Regions from separate parts of the Ovis aries genome. Here region 1 is linked to region 2. The links are chromatin contacts, called in public Hi-C maps. All regions are on one chromosome and are shown on one strand. The core of a region is the stretch at or near the end of the contact, and the rest is flanking DNA. Distances in the headings are between cores, read along the strand shown.

What was found. A called contact is a pair of places that touch in the nucleus more often than the background predicts.
Region 1: a Hi-C map of tail adipose tissue shows a contact between it and region 2, with 2.7 times the contacts expected there. The contact joins two enhancer-like sites. A contact is called at or near these places in 7 of 16 Hi-C or Micro-C datasets (blood, hypothalamus, muscle and 3 more).

What each region holds. Positions count from the first base shown.
Region 1 is chr14:45,047,342-45,052,660 of ARS-UI_Ramb_v3.0, forward strand. GRAMD1A (GRAM domain containing 1A) reads left to right here. Exons shown (of 20, transcript XM_027977390.3): 13 at 1,375-1,493; 14 at 1,584-1,726; 15 at 2,303-2,406; 16 at 2,492-2,665; 17 at 2,766-2,853; 18 at 4,133-4,240; 19 at 4,325-4,445. Among named protein-coding and RNA genes, the nearest start is that of SCN1B, 7.8 kb to the right of the region's middle. Within about 2 kb of position 1,855, at least 1 of the 54 cell types and tissues checked has an H3K27ac peak or open chromatin away from gene starts, as enhancers often do.
Region 2 is chr14:45,011,845-45,017,214 of ARS-UI_Ramb_v3.0, forward strand. No RefSeq gene overlaps it. Among named protein-coding and RNA genes, the nearest start is that of GRAMD1A, 15 kb to the right of the region's middle. Within about 2 kb of position 2,212, at least 5 of the 54 cell types and tissues checked have an H3K27ac peak or open chromatin away from gene starts, as enhancers often do.

The sequences.
Region 1 (5,319 bases), core at 605-3,104, 35 kb after region 2:
CCACCTCCTACCAGCTGAGTGGCCTCGGGCCAGGGGCAGACCTCCTCTGTGCCTCAGTTTCTTCCATGTGGGGCGGGTGTGATGCTCTGTCTGCCTTGTCAGGTGCTCGTGAGAGCTAAATGAGTCAGTACTGGGGAAGCGCCTAGAACAGGAGCAGATAGGAAGCCATTTAATAAATATGAATTAAAGACTGCTCTGTCAGGCCAGTGCAGAGCCCAGGACAGATGAACTCGAGTCCAGTGGGAACAGCAGTGAAGAGATACGGACACATAAGCGTGTATATCAGAGGGCTGGCTGTGATCTAGGGGGTATCAGGAAAGGATGCTGGAAGGATGTGAATTGAAACTAAGGCCTAAGCGAGGAACTTTCCTAGGGAAATGGGACGGGTGGGAGAGGGGAAGTCCAGGGAGGCCAGCAGGGTGCCTGTAAAGCTCCTGGAGCTGGAGGCAGGCACTGGGAGAAGGCCCTTGGGGTTGGGCCCCCGAGGCCAGGTGTGGAGGGGGAAAGCCACAGCACCAGGGGAGGCGGAAGGGCTGACCAGGAGACCAGCAGGGAGCTCAGGAAGCTACGAAAGAGGTTCAAGTAGGGGAGAGGCCTGTGTCTTTTCTTGATTGATGAAAAAGAGCCATGCAGCATCCTCTGCAGAATGGGTAAGACTGCCTTAGGTTGGGAGCTGTCAAATCCCCCAAAACTATGCTTATACTCTGGAGAGAGTGGCACATCAGACTGAGAAGCTCAGACTGTCCAGCAGTACTGGGGAGTCATAAAGTGTTGTAGGGAGGGACAGGGTCAGCCTTGGCTGTTAGAAGCTCCCCCTGGACCAGAGCTGGAGATGGAGGCCAGAACCTCAAGGGGAGGCTGGAGAGGTGCCCTGGAACAGCAAGTATGGGATGAACGAGGACAGTGCTCAGGCAGTCAGTGAATAGATAGTGTCCAGGATGAGGCCCAAGGCTCTGCAGGGAGCCTGAAGAATGGTGGGGCCCAGTGAAGAGGGCCATGTTTCAGGGGTTGGGGAGGCCAGTGGCTGTGCGGGGTCCTGAGGACTTCCGGGGGAGGTTTTCAAGAGGTCGAAGGACCCTAGGTCTCAGGCTCAGGGGAGAAACCAGGACTGGTAGCATGGAGATAAGGGCTGCAGAGTGGATGCAGTGGCCCAGGAGGGCTGAGAAGTATGGGCAGGAGAGAGGCCCTGGTTCCAGGGGTCATCAGCATCTAGAAGGAAGATGGGGCAGACACTGGGGTGGGAGCAGGGAGGAGGTGCGGGTTTAGGAGCCAGTCTCCAGAGAACTGGAACCTTCCGCAAAAGGCTGGGTCTCCTCCTGCCTGAGGGCAGAGGACTGGAGAATGGTGTCTTGACTCTGCCCCTCCACCCGCCAGACGTGACCTTGAGTCCCTGGAGCGGGGACAGCAAGTGCCACCAGCGCCGAGTGCTGACCTACACCATTCCCATCAACAACCCGCTGGGGCCCAAGAGCGCCTCTGTGGTGGAGACACAGGTGAGCCGGGCAGGGTGGCCGGCAGGTGGGGGGCCGAGGGTCGGGTAGGGAGGCTGGTGCTGACTCCTGGCTCCCGCCTTGACCCTGCAGACGCTGTTCCGGCGCGGCCCCCAGGCGGGAGGGTGTGTGGTGGACTCCGAGGTGCTGACGCAGGGCATCCCTTACCAAGACTACTTCTACACTGCCCACCGCTACTGTATCCTGGGCCTTGCCCGGAACAAGGCCCGCCTCAGGTGAGCCGCGCCCTGGCCCCGCCACCTGACACCCGGGTGGTCCCAGGGCCCCCTGCCACATTCTCCCTGTCTCGAGTCAGCCGCAGAATGCTGGTTGCCACCCCGGCAGATGAGCAGAAGTCAGGAACACCCCGAGGTGGTTGACCTGAGCCACCAGCAGGGCGGAGTCACCACTAACCAGGAGGGGAAGGCGGGGAGAGCTTGGGAGACCAGGAGCTCAGCTTGGGACATGCTGAGGTGTCTCTCAGACCCCCACGTGGGGGTGGACACAGCCGCAGGGTGGAAGGGGTTCAAGGGTGAGGTGCGGGCTAGGATGGCAGTCTGGGTGGGCAATGCTGGGGTAGCACTGAAGGTGGGAGACCTGCCACAGTCACGGGTGTGGACAGAGAAGGGGCTGCGGGCTGAGTGGGGTGTTGTGTGGGGATCACAGGGAACCCTTGCCGGGGTGGGGGGGTGTGTTTTGTGTGTGGGTGACATGGGGCCCTCGCTGAATTAGAAGAGGGCACGCACCCCCTGGGGAATGGGACAGTGGGCTGCAGTCAGCCCCTGACCACCTCCCTCCGCCCTCTTCCCCAGGGTGTCCTCCGAGATCCGCTACCGGAAGCAGCCCTGGAGCCTCGTGAAGTCCCTCATTGAGAAGAACTCGTGGAGCGGCATCGAAGATTACTTCCACCACCTGGGTAGGGGGCAGGGGCCCGGACGGGCTGCAGCTGGGCTCATGGCTGGGCTGGGGCGGCCGTGCAGAGCCCTCTCCTGTGTCCGCAGAGCGAGAGCTCGCCAAGGCCGAGAAGCTGTCCCTGGAGGAAAGCGGGAAGGATGCGCGGGGCTTGCTGTCCGGCCTGCGCCGGCGGAAGCGGCCTCTGAGCTGGAGGGCTCACGGTGATGGGACCCCTCACCCAGACCCTGACCCCTGTGCCCGGACTGGCATGCACACCTCGGGTGGGTTCTCTCGGGCCTGGCGGGGGGCCGGGGAGGAGCTGGGGGCCTGGCTGGGGTGAGTAGCGATCAGCCCATCTGACTCGGAGTTGCTCCCCCACAGGCTCCCTCAGCTCCCGCTTCTCCGAACCGTCTGTGGACCAGGGCCCCGGGGCGGGCACCCCCAGCGCCCTGGTTCTCATCAGCATTGTGTGAGTAAGGGGGCCGGGCTTGGGGGGATCAGACAGGCCTGGATCTGCACCCTGGCTGTGCATCCCTGCGCCAGTGCTTGGCCTGTCCGGGCCTCTGCTTACGTGGGAGCGTGGGCTCACCCCACAGCAAGGGTTAAGGAGGCGATGTTTGGGATGTGCCCAGGAGGGCTCCTCAGCTTGTATCCCTCAGTTTGTCATGGAGAGGTAGTCCCCACAGGGAGGTGGAAACCCTGGGGCTCTGGGGTAGTGGTCAGAGCGGGTGTGGCCTCACCCGGGGAGCTGGAGGAGCAGGCTCCCAGGAGAGGTGGAGTTAGGTGAGCCAGGAGAGATTTACGCATGGAGGTTTCAGGTTTTCTGTGCTCAGCCCTGAGCTGTGTCACACGAGGGACACAGTAGTGACCAGCAGTCCTGGGGCGAGACAGGTCTGGCACCAGATCAGAGGGATGAGGTTGTGATGGAAGGAATGGGTGAGGCTGACAAGGAAGCCTTGGGAGGCCGGGGAAGGCTTCCTCCAGGCCAGCCAGTGGGTCATTGGGGAAGACATCCTGGAAAAGCAGAGGACTCTGAGCTGAGATCACCCCCCACCCACAGTGGGTTTAGGCTGGAGAACCCACCTTCACAGAGGCCTGGGCTGGGGGACCCACCTGCACACAGGCCTTGCCTGGGGGTATCCTGGCCTGGTAGGGGAGTCCCACATGTACGGGCCTGAGCTGGGAACAGGGCGCTCTGAGGAGATGGAAATGAGATCCATGCTCCTGCCAGACCATGGGCAGTGAGAGATTGGCCTCACGCTCAGCCTCTGGGCCTTGGTTGGCCAGTAACAGCGGTCCATGAGGGGCTGCGTGGCGTGCTCAGCTTGGGGCTGCTGGGGTTGGGGGTCAAGGTGTGGCCGGGACAGGCTGGGCAGCTCTCATCTCTTTGTCTCCCCCTCTCTCTGCCTTCTCAGGATCTGTGTGAGGTAGGGTCCTGTGTCCTGCCCTCCCTTCCCCCGTGTCTTGCTCCCTCGCTACAACCCCTTCTCCTTACTCTGTGCCCCCGGCTCCCCCAGCAAGGTGACCGGAGCAGCAGTTACGGTCTCAGGCATCAGGCCAGCTGGGTTTGAACCCTGGCTTTGGCTTGTGTGACCCCAGGCATGTCACTCACCCTGTCTGAGTCTTGGTTTCCCCCTCTGGAAAGAGGGCTAGTCATGGTGCCCCTTTAAGGTATGGTCAAGCGGGTGCCCCCCGACTTGTGGGAGCGTTGGTGTCCTGACCCCTGACCTCTGACCTCGTCTCCCCAGCCTCATCGTCCTCATTGCCCTCAACGTCCTCCTCTTTTACCGCCTCTGGTCCCTGGAGAGGACAGCTCACACTTTTGAGTCCTGGCACAGTCTGGCCCTGGCCAAGGGGTGAGTGGGTAGCCCCAGGGGGTTGGGAGCTTGGGCAGGTGTGGGGGAGGCCAAGACCCCACTCGGGCCCTGTCTTCCCCACAGTAAGTTCCCCCAGACAGCCACGGAGTGGGCGGAGATCCTGGCCCTGCAGAAGCAGTTCCACAGCGTCGAGGTGCACAAGTGGAGGCAGATCCTGCGGGCTTCCGTGGAGCTCCTGGACGAGGTGCGGCGGGGGCTGCGGGGGCCTGCAGTCATATCCCGAGATGCAGCATAATGCATCCGGGCCTCGCTTTCCTCCTGTGTTAAATGAGGAAGCCATTCATAGTCCTCACCTCCCAGGGTTGCTAGAGAAATCAGTGAGATGGAAGATACAATCTATTGCTTCTCATCCCGGGGAAGAAGGCCAGGATGTCTTGACTTCAGGCATGGCTGGATCCAGTAATAAGAATCAGTCTCTCTTACCTTCTGTTGACTCTGCCCACCCCCAGGGCTGGCTTTGTTTCAGGGGCATCCCAGGTTGACCAAGACGGTACCTGCAGCTCCAAGGTAGCAGCCAAAGGAAGGAGCTCATTCTCACTGGCTACTGGGTCACGTGCCCATACCCCAACCAGTCACAAAAGCCAGGGGTAGACGAGGCGTGGTCCCTAAACCCCTTCCTGCCTGCAAGGTGACTAAGGGGCCATGTGAGGGTGGGAAAGAGGTTCTCCAAGAATTAGGGATCTCATTTCCAGGAGGGGTTGCCCCAGACACCCACTGTAGTTTGCTGGCAGTGTCTATTCAGACAGCCAGGTTCAAATTCTGACCTGTGACCTTGTGCCCATGGCTTCACTGCTGGGGCCTTGGCTTCCTCCTCTGTGAATGGGATGATAATCCGTGTTACTTCAAAGGCTGCCAGGAGGATTGAAGGAGTTAGCATCCAGGACTTCCCTGGTGGTCCAGTGATTAAGACTCCAAGCTTCCACTGCAGGGGCTGTGGGTTCGATCCCTGGTCAGAGAACTAAGGCCCCACATGCTGTGGAGTGTGGCCAGAAAATAGTATTAACTGGAAAGGAGTTATCCTGTGAGTAGCACCCAGCTCATGTAAATGCCTTGCCTGT
Region 2 (5,370 bases), core at 962-3,461:
CTGCTCCAACTATTCCTCAGTCAGGGAATTCCCTGGCCGTCCAGAGACTAAGACTCCTTGCTCTTCCACTGCAGAGGGCATGGTTTCCATCCCTTATTGGGGAACTAAGATCCCACATGCCACGGGCAGGGCCAAAAAAGTCTTCAGTCAAAGGAGGGATAAATTAGGATATTGGGATTAACACATACACATGACTATATATAAAATAGATAATCAACAAGAACCTACTGTATAGCTCGGAACTCTACTCAATATTCTATAATAACCTATATGGAAAAGAATCTGAAACAGAATGGTTATATGCATATCTGAATCACTTTGCTGTGCAGCTGAAACTAATACAACATTGTAAATCATCTATAATATACTCCAATAGCCAAAGTTATGGTTTTTCCAGTAATCATGTACAGATGTGAGAGTTGGACCATGAAGAAGGCTGAGCACTGAAGAATTGATACTTTTGAATTGTAGCATAGAGAAGACTCTTGAGAGTCCCTTGGACAGCAAGGGACTAGTCAGTTCTAAAGGAACTCGACCCTGAATTTTCATCAGAAGGACAGATGCTGAAGCTCCAATACTTTGGCCACCTGATGGGAAGAGACACTGATGCTGGGAAACACTGAGAGCAGAATAAGGGGGCAAGAGAGGGTGAGATGGTTGGATGGCATCATTGACTCAGTGGACACGAGTTTGAGCAAACTCAAGGAGATAGTGAAGGACAGAGAAGCCTAGCGTGCTGTAGTCCTTGGGGTCCCAAAGAGTTGGACATGACTTAGTGACTGAACAGCAACAACATACTCCAATATAAAATTAAAATTGAATTAAAAAAAAATAAAAGAGCTGTGATCTTGGCGAGGCAACAGTGAGCAGTGGCATGAAGCAAGATCTTAATTCCCTGCCCGGGAATCGAACCTGGGTAGCCTGAATGAGAACCAGGAATCTTAGCCACCAGACCTGCAAGGGCTAGAGTCTAGAAGCTATTATGCCCTAGACCTTTGCCCCTAGTGAAAAATACATTTATAATGGAGGCAGAAACGGTAAATGCTGATGCGTGCATGTGTGCCCAGTCATTTCAGTCGTGTCCAGCTCTTTGTGACAATATAGACAGCCCTCCAGGCTCCTGTGTCCATGGGATTCTCTAGGCAAGAATACTGGAGTGGGTGGCCGTGCTCTCCTCCAGGGGATCTTCCCAACCCAGAAATCAGTGTCTCCTGTGACTCCTGTATTGCAGGCATATTCTTTACAGCTGAGCCACCGGGGCAGCCCTGTAAATGCAAAGGTTATTATTAGATATATAGCAAAACAACAAGTAGGAGAGCACATAGAGAAGCAGTTTGTTTAGCTGACATAGAAGCAAGGCCGAGATACACACCCAGAGAGAGAGAGTGAGGGAGTCCCCCCTAGTGAGGTGGAGCTCTGTAAAGAGGTGGTTACGTCATTTATATAGGACAGTGCTTCCTCCTTCAGGGCAATTACTTTCCACAACTGACGTGTCCCTGGAGTGGGCACACACCCCTCAGCCAACATGGATCTCGAAGTGAAGGCTTCTGGGAGGAACAAGACTCATTATGGCCTGGAATTGTTCCCTGATGTTTGACCCACAAGTAGCCTTTCCGTGCATGTGTAGTGTCTCCCTTTTCCCAAAAGAGGGGGGAGCAGAGATCCCTTAATCCTTTACTCAAACAGCGTTTTGCCCCTCTTTGTCCTTGCCATGACTGTTATCTTGTCTATTGCCATGACTATTCCCTTAAGGTGTTTACAAGAGACAAACACTGGTTATTTACTCTGTTTCTGTTGTTACTTCCATTTCAGAGGGCAAACAGGAGGCTAATTGTAAATGCCTTAACTGGAGCCCACCTATCTCTTGGCTCAAGAAAGGCAAACAGTTGTTAAGTATCCAGCCCGAAGCCCACTTCCTGGTGCCCCATGAAATGTAAATAGGAGGCCAATTGTAAATGTCTAACCTGGAGCTCATCTATCTCCTACATCAATTCCTCCATCAATTGTACTGGGTAAGACCTCTCCTCAGATAGCAACATTGAGAAGCAAAAGTGACATCTGGCCTGAGGACCCCAGTTCAGAACTGCCAGAGAAGAAGAGGCAGGAACTCAAAAGAGAGAAAGTTCATGACTCAGAGGAAGTGGTTCTTCCTGCCACAGGAAGAGTCAGCGTATCCTGAGGAAACCACAGGCTTTGCAGAGCCTGAGCTCTTCCTGGTCCAGAGGGAGACGACTTGGTTTGCAGTATTCAGGGTGGAGCCTGTGTCTGAGGCCTTACCCGTTTGAGACAGAATCTGACCCAGGCCCCGGGGAGGAGATTTGGAGGGGTGGTGCACCCAGTCAGTTGCTCCAAGTTAGGCTCAGCAAACCAGAGATCAAACCAATCAATCCTAAAGGAAATCAGTCCTGAATGTTCATTGGAAGGACTGATGCTGAAGCTGAAACTCCAATACTTTGGCCACCTGATGCAAAGAACTGACTCATTAGAAAAGACCTTGATGCTGGGAAATATTCAAGGCAGGAGAAGAAGGAGATGAAAGACGATGAGATGATTGGATGGCAACACCGACTCGATAGACATGAGTTTGAGCAAGCTCCAGCAGTTGGTGATGGACAGGGAAACCTGGCATGCTGCAGTCCATGAGGTCGCAAAGAGTCAGACACCACTGAGTGATTGGGCTAAACTGAACTGAGGCTCAGCAAACACAGATACCGGTACCAAGAAAGAGGCCAGAAGCCAGTGTGGGACAGAAATACTGCCTTCACTTGAACACAGGCTGGCACACTGGGCTGAGAACCCTGTTGTGTGTGTTTCGCGGGGGGAGGCGAGGCAGCACAGGCACACGTGCAGCTTGCACGTGACTGGGGATCCCGATAAAGAAATGACATGTGAGTGGCTATTTGTAACCAGTGGCTGCATAACAAGTTATCCCTCAACTTAGCAGCTTAGAGCAACACACACCTATTATCTCCCAGTTTCTGTGGGTCAGGCCTCCAGGCAAGGGCTTAGCTGGGGCCCCTCCTCAGGGTCCCTCTCAAGGCTGCAGTCAAGGTGAGGCACCAGGTGGCTGGCACAACCGGGAAGGAGACACTTGCAAGTTCATGTCTTTCCTCACAGGGGTTGACCAGAGGCTGCCCCCAGGTCCTCCTCTTCCCCACCCCAGCAGCATGCGTCATCAGGGTACGCAAGCCAAGGGGGCCATTGGAGAGTCTGCTAGTAAGAAAGAAGTCACAGTTTTTTGTAACCTAATCATTCCGTCAGCTTTGCCATATTCTCTTGGTAAGCAAGTCATGACATCAGGCCCGCACTCAAAGAAGGAGATTACACAAATGCACCAGTAACAGGAGGTGGGGGTCATTGGAGGCCCTTGAAGAAAGCCTGCCTCCCAAAAGTGGGGAAATACCTGCAGAAACATATCTAAAACTATGCTTCCCTCGGGGTCTAGACTATTCTTGAGGAATATTTAAGAACACAGCTTTTTTTTTTTTTTTTTTTAAGGAAACAATAAAATCACTTTAATTTGCTACTTTTCATTTTGAAAGATCATTGCAGTATCATTTGTAAAACGCAGCCAGGAAAGATGCCCCAGGCTGGCTGAGCCCTGGGGCGCTGAGAACCGTCGCCGCAGCGTGCGGTCGGGGGCTGGGGGTGGGTGGGGGCTGGCCAACCAGGCACGGCTTCTTGCTTGCACCCGACCCGATTCCAAGCTAAGACAAGATGAACTGGGGGGAGGCTAGGGAGGTGTCAGGTTCCTCTCTGGGTGGCGACCAAGAGGTGAGGTATCAGAGCAGCCCCCTCCTCAGCTCCCCTCAGCTCCAGATTCAGGTTCAGGTCTGTGAGTCCCCAGGAGAGTCGACACCTGGGCTAATGCTGGCCCTGGCTATGGTCTGTGGAGGGACCATTTGTCCCTCCACGTGCCGAAAAGCGGCACGAGGCCACAGCATTTTAAATGAATTAAATAGCAGAGAGGTAAGGTCAAAAAAAAATGCCAACTTCTCTGAAAAAATTTACAGCTGATTTCCTAATAGTTTATAAGCACTGAACTTAATTTATCATGAGACTGCCTTTTAAAAATAGTAACTAACAGGGACTTCTCTGACAGCTTCCCTGATAGCTTAGTTGGTAAAGAATCCACCTGCAATGCAGGAGACCCCAGTTCAATTCCTGGGTTGGGAAGATCCCCTGGAGAAGGGATAGGCTACCCACTCCAGTATTCTTGGACTTCCTTTGTGGCTCAGCTGGTAAAGAATCCACCTGCAATGCAGGAGACCTGGGTTCGAACCCTGAGTTGGGAAGATCCCCTGGAGAATGGAAACCCCCTCCAGTATTCTGGCCTAGAGAATTCCATGGACCGTATAGTCCATGGGGTGGCAAAAGAGTTGGACACGACTCAGCGACTTTCCCTTCAGGGACTTATCTGGTGGTCTAGTGGTTAAGAATCCACCTTCCAGTGCAGGGGACACAGGTTCTACCCCTGGTTGGGAAACTAAGGTCCCAACATGCTGCGGGGTGGCCCACATGCTCTGGAGCCCATGCTCCGCAACGAGAGAAGCCTGAACAATGGGACTAGACAGAAGCCCCCAGGCACTGCAATGAGAGAGGCCTGAGCACCACAACAAAGACCCAGTGCAGCCAAATAAACAAAAATATTTTAAAAATTAAACACGATTAAAATAGTAACTAGTGGAAAATAGGTAACTTACCTATGGTTAATCAAAGCCAAAGGGTCCTCATCCCCAACCTGACATTCAGTCAAATTCAGCATATTGTCCTCGAGTGAGAGTCTGAGGGCGTTTCAGTTACCTATTGCCCAGTAACAATAGGCTAAAGTTCAGTCATTTAAAGCAACACTAATTTTGCTCCCAGGTCTCAGTGGGAGCAGTTCATGTCTGGAGTGACTTGAAGAGAGGGAGCTGAAGGGAGTCCTGGCGGTCCAGTCGGTAGGACTCTGTGCTTTCACTGCCACGCGTGCACGCCAAGTTGCTTCAGTCGTGTCTGACTCTTTGCAACCCCATGGACTGTAGCCCGCCAGGCTCCTCTGCCCATGGGATTCTCCAGGCAAGAATATTGGAGTGGGTTGCCATGCCCTCCCCCAGGCGATCCTCCTGACCCAGGGATCGAACCCTAGTCTCTTAAGTCTCCTGCATTGGTAGGCGGGTTCTTTACCACTAGCACCACCTGGGAAGCCATTGGTGATGGCAAAAAAAAAAAAAAAAACAAAAAACGGGGGAGCTGGAGTCTTCTGAAGGCTCTCTTACTGACATATCTGCAACTGGTGCTGGCTGTCAGCTGGGGCAGTGGCCAGGACACCTAGAGGGGGCCCTTCCAGGTGGCTGCTTGGGCTTCCTCACAGCATGGTGCCTGGGCTCC